Regions from separate parts of the Gossypium hirsutum genome. Here region 1 is linked to region 2. The links are chromatin contacts, called in public Hi-C maps. All regions are on one chromosome and are shown on one strand. Each heading gives the region's core, a stretch centred on a gene start, on an enhancer-like site or on the middle of the called end of the contact. The rest is flanking DNA. Distances are from core to core; before and after follow the strand shown. Region 1 has its middle 15 kb from the start of LOC107921315. Region 2 has its middle 3.4 kb from the start of LOC121214067.

Region 1 (4,042 bases), core at 704-3,203, 200 kb before region 2:
TCTGTTTTGGTGTAGTGATGCAAGCCACATATAAAAATCATGCATCTCGTAAGTGTCCATAAATGACATCCAGTACACCTTCTCTTAGATTGTTTATGTATGTCTCCAAAATCCGATCCTCGAGCTGAGTAAAACATAAAAAAATAATAATCTAAACAATATAATAATTAACTATTTAAAATTAAATAATTTAATAAATTTTCTTACCATTTGTAATTGAATACTGGAAATATGCTTGTCATCCAAACGAATAAGCTGATTTGCCTTTTAAAAATTATAACGAATAAAAAAATCGAAGAGAATAATAAAAAATAATAATCGAGGATCAAAAATTGAAAACTAAAAATTGAGGATTGAGAACATAAGATGGAAGAATGAGGATTTAGTATTTGGTTGAAAAGAATGAAGTTTGGAGGGGTTTATATAAGAAATTTTATGGTTGTTGGAATCCTTATAGCCGTTGGAAAAGTTACTATTGGAAGGAAAACACGCCCTACCGAGAATGTTTTTATTCTCTCTTCTGAAAACGCGTTCTACAGAGTGCATTTTCACTGATGTGGCAGCAAAAGCACGCCCTGTAGATTGTGCTTTCCTTTTTCTCTCCAAAAACAACGTAGATCAATAAATTTTGGAGAAATCAATATACTTTATCAGATCTTTTTATTTTTTTCGTCATATTGTATTAACTTAACTGATTAAATTTAAATAAAAAATTATTAATAAATAATCAATAGTAATATTCTTATTTAATCCTATATTTGGATAATTAATAATAAAAGAAAGATAAACAAATTTTATTTCTTGTCTGATTAATGTGTGGAAATGAAAGTAAATTATTTGCATAGATAATTTTTTAATTATAACCTTACTTAAATAATATAAAATAATTAAATTAAATTAAAAATTATATAAAAAAACAAGTATAAATTGATTTGATAAAATTATCAATTTAATATAAATTTTTAAAAGTGAAGAGTCTTAATAATTCAAAAAGGAGAAAATAATTTTAATAGTTTGCTAAATTTATACAAATTTAAAAAAGTAAAAAAGAGTCATAATAGTCTGGTGATTGTCTGAGTGACGGCGATGGTTCTAACGAAGACCGTACCACCAAAAAAATAGTCTGGTGGACATGGCCCTGGTGAGTGGGGCTTCGTGGAAGGATAAATTGCTTGGGGGAAAAAGTTCTAGATCTTTGGTCTCCTCCATGAACCCGAGCGAGACTTTTGATGGGGACTTCGATTTTGAAGATGGAGACATCCTTAGATCCACTGTTTATGGTATCCCTGCCATTGGATTCTCTGATAGAATCAAGAAAATTTTGGTCAAAGACATGGAAACCACGGTGGTGGTAAAATTGTTGGGGGGTAATATTGGATATGGTGTATTTTTCAACTGAATTTCGAGTCTTTGGAAACCATCTAAGCCCTTTCGATTAATGGATGTGGAAAATGAATACTACTTGGTTCGTTTTCAAGACAGATGATTACGAGATGGTTTTGACACAAGGACCTTGGGTGGTTTTTGGCCACTATCTCACAATTCAGCCGTGGACGATTGATTTTAATCCGTTGAGGCCTTTCCCTAGTGTGGTTCTGGCCTAGATCCGATTCTTGGGATTACCAGGATTTCTGTACAGGAAATGAGTATCAGAGGAAACCGGAGGGTTGGTCAGGAAAGTGGCCAAAATGGACATTAAAACAGGTAGTGGGACGAGGATCAGTTCGCTAGGATGGCGGAGTTCATTGACTTAGAGAAATCGTTAACCTCACACGTTCTGATTAATGGCAGGATACAAAGAGTAGAGTTTGAGGCTCTACCTGTGGTTTGTTTTTCTTGTGGACATTTGAAAAATGTTTGTCCTTTTTCTTTGACAGGTAAGATCACAATTAGCAGTCAAGGGGTAGCCTCTGATTCGGCGGTGAATGGCTCTGCTCCAGCAAAGACAGGGAAAGCCTTCGACCCTTAGATGGTTGTTAAACGTAAATCACGACGCAATCAAGCTAGGAATAGGAATCATTAAGCTAAGATCCCGGAAAAATTTCAAACGACTTTCAAATTTACTGCGCTGGAAATTGATTTAACGAGATTTGAGGGTGAAGAATCCGAAAGTTTGGGAATTAATTTCCTATGGAGGGATTTTGCTAAAAACTTAAAAGACAATTTTGAGGGGATCAAAAGCTGGGTCGGTGGAGAAGGAAAACATGGGAAAGTTGTCGCTGGACCAGAGAAGCAATAACGGGCCAAAAAAGTCGGTGAGGCCTACTAGCCTGGGACAGACATTAGTAAATAGGGCTTGGTGAGGTCTGCAGCGCTAGGGGGCCTGGATGCTGGGCCAGAACAGGCGAAGGGCCAGCAACACCTGGAGTGGGCTGGACAGAAAGCAGCGGGCTTGGAGCGAAAAAGAGATTTAGTTTTTGGACAAAAAGATGCGGGCTTGGAGCAGGAGCAGGATTTAATTGTTGAACCTAAAGCGGTGGGTTTGGAGCAGCCGAAACTCCTAGAGCAGGCTTGGTAAAACTTGATGGAACTCCCATCTTGCATTTTAATCCAATGTTCGAAGGTTCTTTAGAATCCGTTGTGACTTTAAATCCCAATTTATTGGATTCTGCTGTGATTTTTAAAGAGAACAGTGACCCACAATTAAATTTTAAAAAGAGCCAATGAGGGAACAGTGTGGCCTGTGAAAGCCCTCGTATTTATTCTAAAGGGTAAGGTTTTCGGATTAAAAGTGGACATGGACGATCCGGAAAAGCGTTGAATAAGACTATTTGTGGACGAGAGGATCGTTTTAAACTTGCCAATAATTCTCGTGTTTCACTAGCGGAAGCCATGAATTCTATGGTTAAGGTCTTCAGTGATGAAATGGTTTTCTCAACAGCTAAGTCTGGCATTCAAGATGGTGGTGACCGTACATCTGTTTTGCCTTAGTGGTCGGTTATTTCTCCACTTTTTTAATTTTATTTATAAATTTTACTATTTTATCTTGGAATTGTCAGGGTTGTGCTAATTTGAAGTTTCTCAATGTTTTTCGTGAATATAACCGTTAACACAGACCGAGTTTAATTGGCCTTTTAGAAATGAGGGCTAGTGGTGAAAAAGCCGATTCAATGATCTCGAAGCTCGGGTTTCAGCGTTCTAATTGTGTGGAAGTAATACGGTTTTCGGGTGGTATTTGGATTGTTTTGAGGGATTCTTTTTGTGTTGAGATTATCAAAAGTCATTCCCAATTTGTCCTTGTTAAGGTTTTTGGGAGTAACTTCAAACAGTCTTTTTTCACCACCTTTGTTTATGGCAGCCCTGATAGTCGTAAAAGAAGACATCCCTAGGGGCTTTGCATAGTATGATTCTGATGGACGATTCTTTATAAATGGCAGTTGTTGACTTTAACGCTATTCTTTCCTCTAATGAGAAGAGATGAGGGCAGACTGTAGGGAAAATGTGTTCTCTTTTTGGAGATTTTATGGAGTCGGCTTAGTTGCATGATTTGGGTTTCAAGAGATCGCAGTTCACTTGGCAGAGAGGGGGAATGGTGGAACGTTTGGACAAGGCCATTTGTAATATTGCATGAAATTTCACCTTCCCAAAGTCAATGTTGACTCACTTGTTGTGTCTTACATCTGATCATAGACCTTTATACTTGTCTTTGTTGCCGGAGACTTATTTGTCCAAAAGACGTCCTTTCAAGTTCTTAGCGGGTTGGGTTGAGCATCCGGCTTTCTCAAAATTTGTCAAAAGTAAATACAGAGTTTCTGATAACATTTGTTGTGTGTAAAATAACTAATGCAATTGTGCAAGTGTACACGTCATTCAAGTAATAAAGTGATAAGTAAGTATCGTCTCCACAGGGATCGGAAACTGATAAGAAATTGAGTACGTTATTATAATCCTGTTAACTATACCAAAATATCAGAGATTAATCTTAGAGTGAATAAGAAGCTTGAATAATGAATTATTGCAATTAAATATAACAAACAAAGAATTGATATGGCAAATAAAATGATAAGGTAAATCACAGAGAATATCAAGAGTATTTCTGTTG
Region 2 (4,256 bases), core at 25-2,524:
TCAAGTATCAATTCCTTATAAATTGAGGAAACTTGTATAGGTGATGTACTGAACTTGGAGTACTTATTCTTGTTTATTGAGGAACATTTCTTTTGAGTGAATTGAGTGAAAAATCAAGTGAGTTACTTGGTTAATGTCCAAAGTTTTTAGGGGAAAACTTAGAGGAGAGTTGTTTAGATCTTACGTGCAAAAGTGAGGAGTCTAATCTGGCGAGTGTTAAAGGTTGAAATCACTTGTTGTACGTGTCGCTAACACAGAAGATTATCTCTCTCGGTAATGCCTCGTAGACATAAAGAAACCTAATTGTGTAAACATATTGCATGTTCTTTGTTTTTCTACCTTGTTCATGCTCAATGCCTAAAGCAGTTAACACTGGTCTTTGACACTACTTCTAGCACTTTGTCTGCTTTGCTTGCAAATATATTTTTTAAAAATTTCAGTCATGATTACAATATATATTTATGCATATTGAGAACTAAAGTTTTACCTGTTAAAAATAAAAATCTATTAAAAATTTAAAATAAATTCTATAAATAATGTTTCATTTTTAAACATTATTTGATTCATGTTGGTTATTTTGTAGCATAATTTGAGTTATTATGGGTTTATGTAAAAAAATGGAATTACTATGATAAAACTATACAAATTATCAACTCAAACATGATGCAAAAAATATTGATAATTATTAAAAGATGTTATATCATTAAATAAAATGAACACGACAAATATATGAATATGTCAACACCTATATAAAATAAATTATTTAAGTGAAAACAATCTAATAAAAAAAGAATTGAACTCAATATGATTCAATCTCTAAATAACCTAAATTTGAAATGACCTAAACAACTATAGAATTTTAGAAAAGTTATTTAAAAACTTTAAAATTTTAATACAATATTCCACCCATAAATAGAAGGATAAACGCATTTTTTAACGCCCTCAAACTCATATTCTCCTACTTTAATAACAATACCAATTACAACCAAATTAAAAATAAATTAACAAAAAAATACTATAAAATTTAAAAATGATTAAATTGTTACAAAATATTAAAAATTCTAAACTTTTAAAAATATTATAACAAAATTTTGAAAATTATTCTAATGTGGTTAACCATCGCCTTAGACAACACTAAGCTAAGCATGTGATGGTCGTCATTAAGGATCTCAAGCCTCTCAGTGGTAGAAGCGATCAGGAAGCCTAGCACCACGTGGACTTCACCCAAGCTACCTGTGTTGTAGTAACCTACCTTTTTTTAACAGGTCACTGCTTTAGTAACCCTCATGGTTATAAACACTTCCTTCATGACAGCCTACGGAAGTCCATGTGGTGCCCAGCCTCGAGAGGCTTGTGATCCTTGACATGAATGTTTGCTTAGCTTTGGTGTCATTAGAGGCTACGGTTAACCAAATTAGATTCTTTTTTTCAAAAAGAAATCTATAATATTTTAATATTTTTTTTGAAAAAGTATATAGTTTTTTTTGAATAAATTTTAATATTTTTAGAGCTTTAAATTTTTATTTTTTATTTTTAATACGTTTTATATTTATAATATATTTATAAATGTTTAATAATTTAAAAATACATACTTTTTGCACTTTTGAAATATTAGGAAGTTGGGCTTAATTGGAAGCATGACAATTTAGATTCCAGTTGAACTTAGACGAAAAATGCTTTTATATATGGGTTCTCTTGATTACATTTAATGAATAATTTTTTAGGTTATAATAAAGCATACGTAATGTATCAATCTCCTTAATCCAATGATTACAGGTTTGCTCCCAATTCCGTGTGGGGTTCAGTCCATATTGATGCTTTCCTTTTTTTGTCATTATAATTACAACAAATAACAAGTTTGCCATTCTAGCTTTGCCACTCAAATTCGACAATTGATTTTTGGCATTGTAATTTATCAAATTTTCGTTAAATTATTTTTTACAAAACAAGTTTACTGCTACACGAGCTGCGACATTCGTGTCCCCAATTTAATTGAATTTTAAACATTAAGAACAAAACGATTAAAAACAAAGTAATTTTAGAGAATAAATTTACAGTTATCCCTCCATTATTCCTCACCCAAAGAAGGAAATAAACAAAAAGTGAAAAGATGTCACAGCCACCAGAACAAAGCAACAATTGGGATTCTTAGAATCTCACAGCATTTAAACTCTGATTACTCCAAATACAAAAATACATTACAACTTCAACTACAAAGCTATACCCCATATTTCCAAAAGGTGAAAATACCCACATATTTGTTGGATAATCTCACACCGGGTGGTTGTTTTTCTTTAACAGTCAACTCTGAGACACGATTGTTAATGGCAGATACCCCCCCCCATTATATTTCTCAATCCATCAGATAAACCCATAACCATATTTAAAAAACAAATTCAAGAGATCGATCTATTATCATTTACAACTAAACCAAAAAAGGAAGCAGCTTTAATGGAGTCCAAGTCTTTACGGTTCCTCACTCAGCAGTCTTTCTTTGCAGCTGTTCAATCTGGGGAGCTTCAGTCTGTGAAGCAGATGTTGGATAAGCTGACAAAAGATGAACCGTCTAATGGATCATCGACGGTGTCTAATCTGGTGACATCACAAAATGAGTCAGGGAAGACTGCTTTATACATTGCTGCAGAAAACAATTTGCAGGAGATTTTCAGCTACTTGCTCAAGTTTTGTGATGTTGAGGTTGTAAAGATGAGGTCCAACTCTGATATTAACTCTTTTCATGTTGCTGCTAAGTTAGGAAACTTGGGTATGGTTCTGATTTCTCAATCATGATTTGGTTTTGCCAATCTGGGTTTTATATTTCAGCTTGATTTTAATTGGGAGAGGGTCCATTTTCATGAAAACATGCATCTGGTGGAAGGTTTAAGAGAAATAGGGAAATCTTGATTTTAATTGCTTTTTGTCGCGGTGTGTGTCTGAATTGTGATTGACCAAATATAGTGTTTTGTGCATTGTAGGTATGGCGAAGGAACTTTTGGGAATTTGGCCGGAGCTTTGTGAGCTATGTGACTCGACGAATGCCAGCCCCCTTTATTTTGCAGCTGTTAAAAGTCATTTAGATGTCGTAAATGCGATATTGAGTGCCGATCCAAGCTGCATTAGGATAGTTCGTAAAAATGGAAAGACGGCATTGCATACGGCTGCAAGGTATGGCCTTACTAATGTAGTATAAGCTCTTACAGATTGTGATCAAGGCATTGTGAGCATCAAAGATAAGAAAGGCCAAACCGTGCTCCATATGGCGGTGAAGGGTCAGAGCCCGGCTGTCGTTGATGAAATATTGCTTGCCAATCACTCACTACTGAATGAACGAGACAAAAAGGGGAATACCGCATTGCATATAGCTACGAGGAAGGCTCGTCCACAGGTATCTCTCTCACTGTTTGTCACATACCAGCAATGGCATAACTTATGCAGTTGTAAGATTTAACTGATATCCTGTTTTCCTCTGCTTTTCAGATTGTGAGCTTGTTGCTAACCAAAAGATCGATTGATATCAATGCCATTAATAATCAGCACGAAACCGCGTTGGATTTGGCCGATAAACTCCAGTCTGGAGAATCCACACTGGAAATTAAAGGAGTTCTGATGGAGGCAGGTGCACAGCATGCTAGGTATGTTGGCCAAGTGAATGAAGCAATGGAACTTAAGAGGATTGTGAGTGATATTAAGCATGAAGTGCAGTCACAATTCTTACAAAACCAAAAAACCAACATAAGGGTGTCCGGAATTGCCAAGGAACTTCAGAAACTCCATCGAGAAGCTGTTCAAAACACCACCAATTCCATCACTGTTGTTGCAGTGCTCTTTGCATCGATAGCCTTCTTAGCCATTTTCAACTTGCCTGGTGAATACGTAACAAGTGAACCGGATGAAGGGAAGGCCAACATAGCTTGTCGAAACCTTTTTTTTTTGAAAAACAAAAAATAGTTGTTGACTAAAAACAAAAATTGGAGTCGCCACTGACCTTTTAATGTGATGTGATCGGCTCACCTTGAAAATGATTTTGGTCTGCGAAATTTGAGAAAACAGGTTCGGGAGTCGGTTACGCACGAGGAAGGGTTAGCACCCTCGTAACGCCCAAAATTGGTACCGAATTGATTAATTAAGGTCTTAATTTCGAATATCGAAAATTCGTGAAGAATTTTAAAAAACATGATCCTCCCTTTTATTAATGTTAATTTTATAAAAGGTGTTTGGATAAATCGATGCGGATGCTAAAGACCTCCTTGTCTCAG

Evidence for each region. Hi-C and Micro-C count contacts between places; a contact is called where the count stands out from the background.
Region 1: a Hi-C map of leaf shows a contact between it and region 2, with 2.7 times the contacts expected there. The contact joins two enhancer-like sites. A contact is called at or near these places in 8 of 34 Hi-C or Micro-C datasets (callus, hypocotyl, leaf and 1 more).

The regions. Positions count from the first base shown.
Region 1 is chrD01:44,740,367-44,744,408 of Gossypium_hirsutum_v2.1, reverse strand. No RefSeq gene overlaps it. Among protein-coding and RNA genes, the nearest start is that of LOC107921315, 15 kb to the left of the region's middle. Within about 2 kb of position 1,953, at least 9 of the 9 cell types and tissues checked have an H3K27ac peak or open chromatin away from gene starts, as enhancers often do. A contact at or near this core is called in hypocotyl and leaf, where this site is marked.
Region 2 is chrD01:44,538,004-44,542,259 of Gossypium_hirsutum_v2.1, reverse strand. It overlaps the pseudogene LOC107922252. Among protein-coding and RNA genes, the nearest start is that of LOC121214067, 3.4 kb to the right of the region's middle. Within about 2 kb of position 1,274, at least 3 of the 9 cell types and tissues checked have an H3K27ac peak or open chromatin away from gene starts, as enhancers often do. A contact at or near this core is called in hypocotyl and leaf, where this site is marked.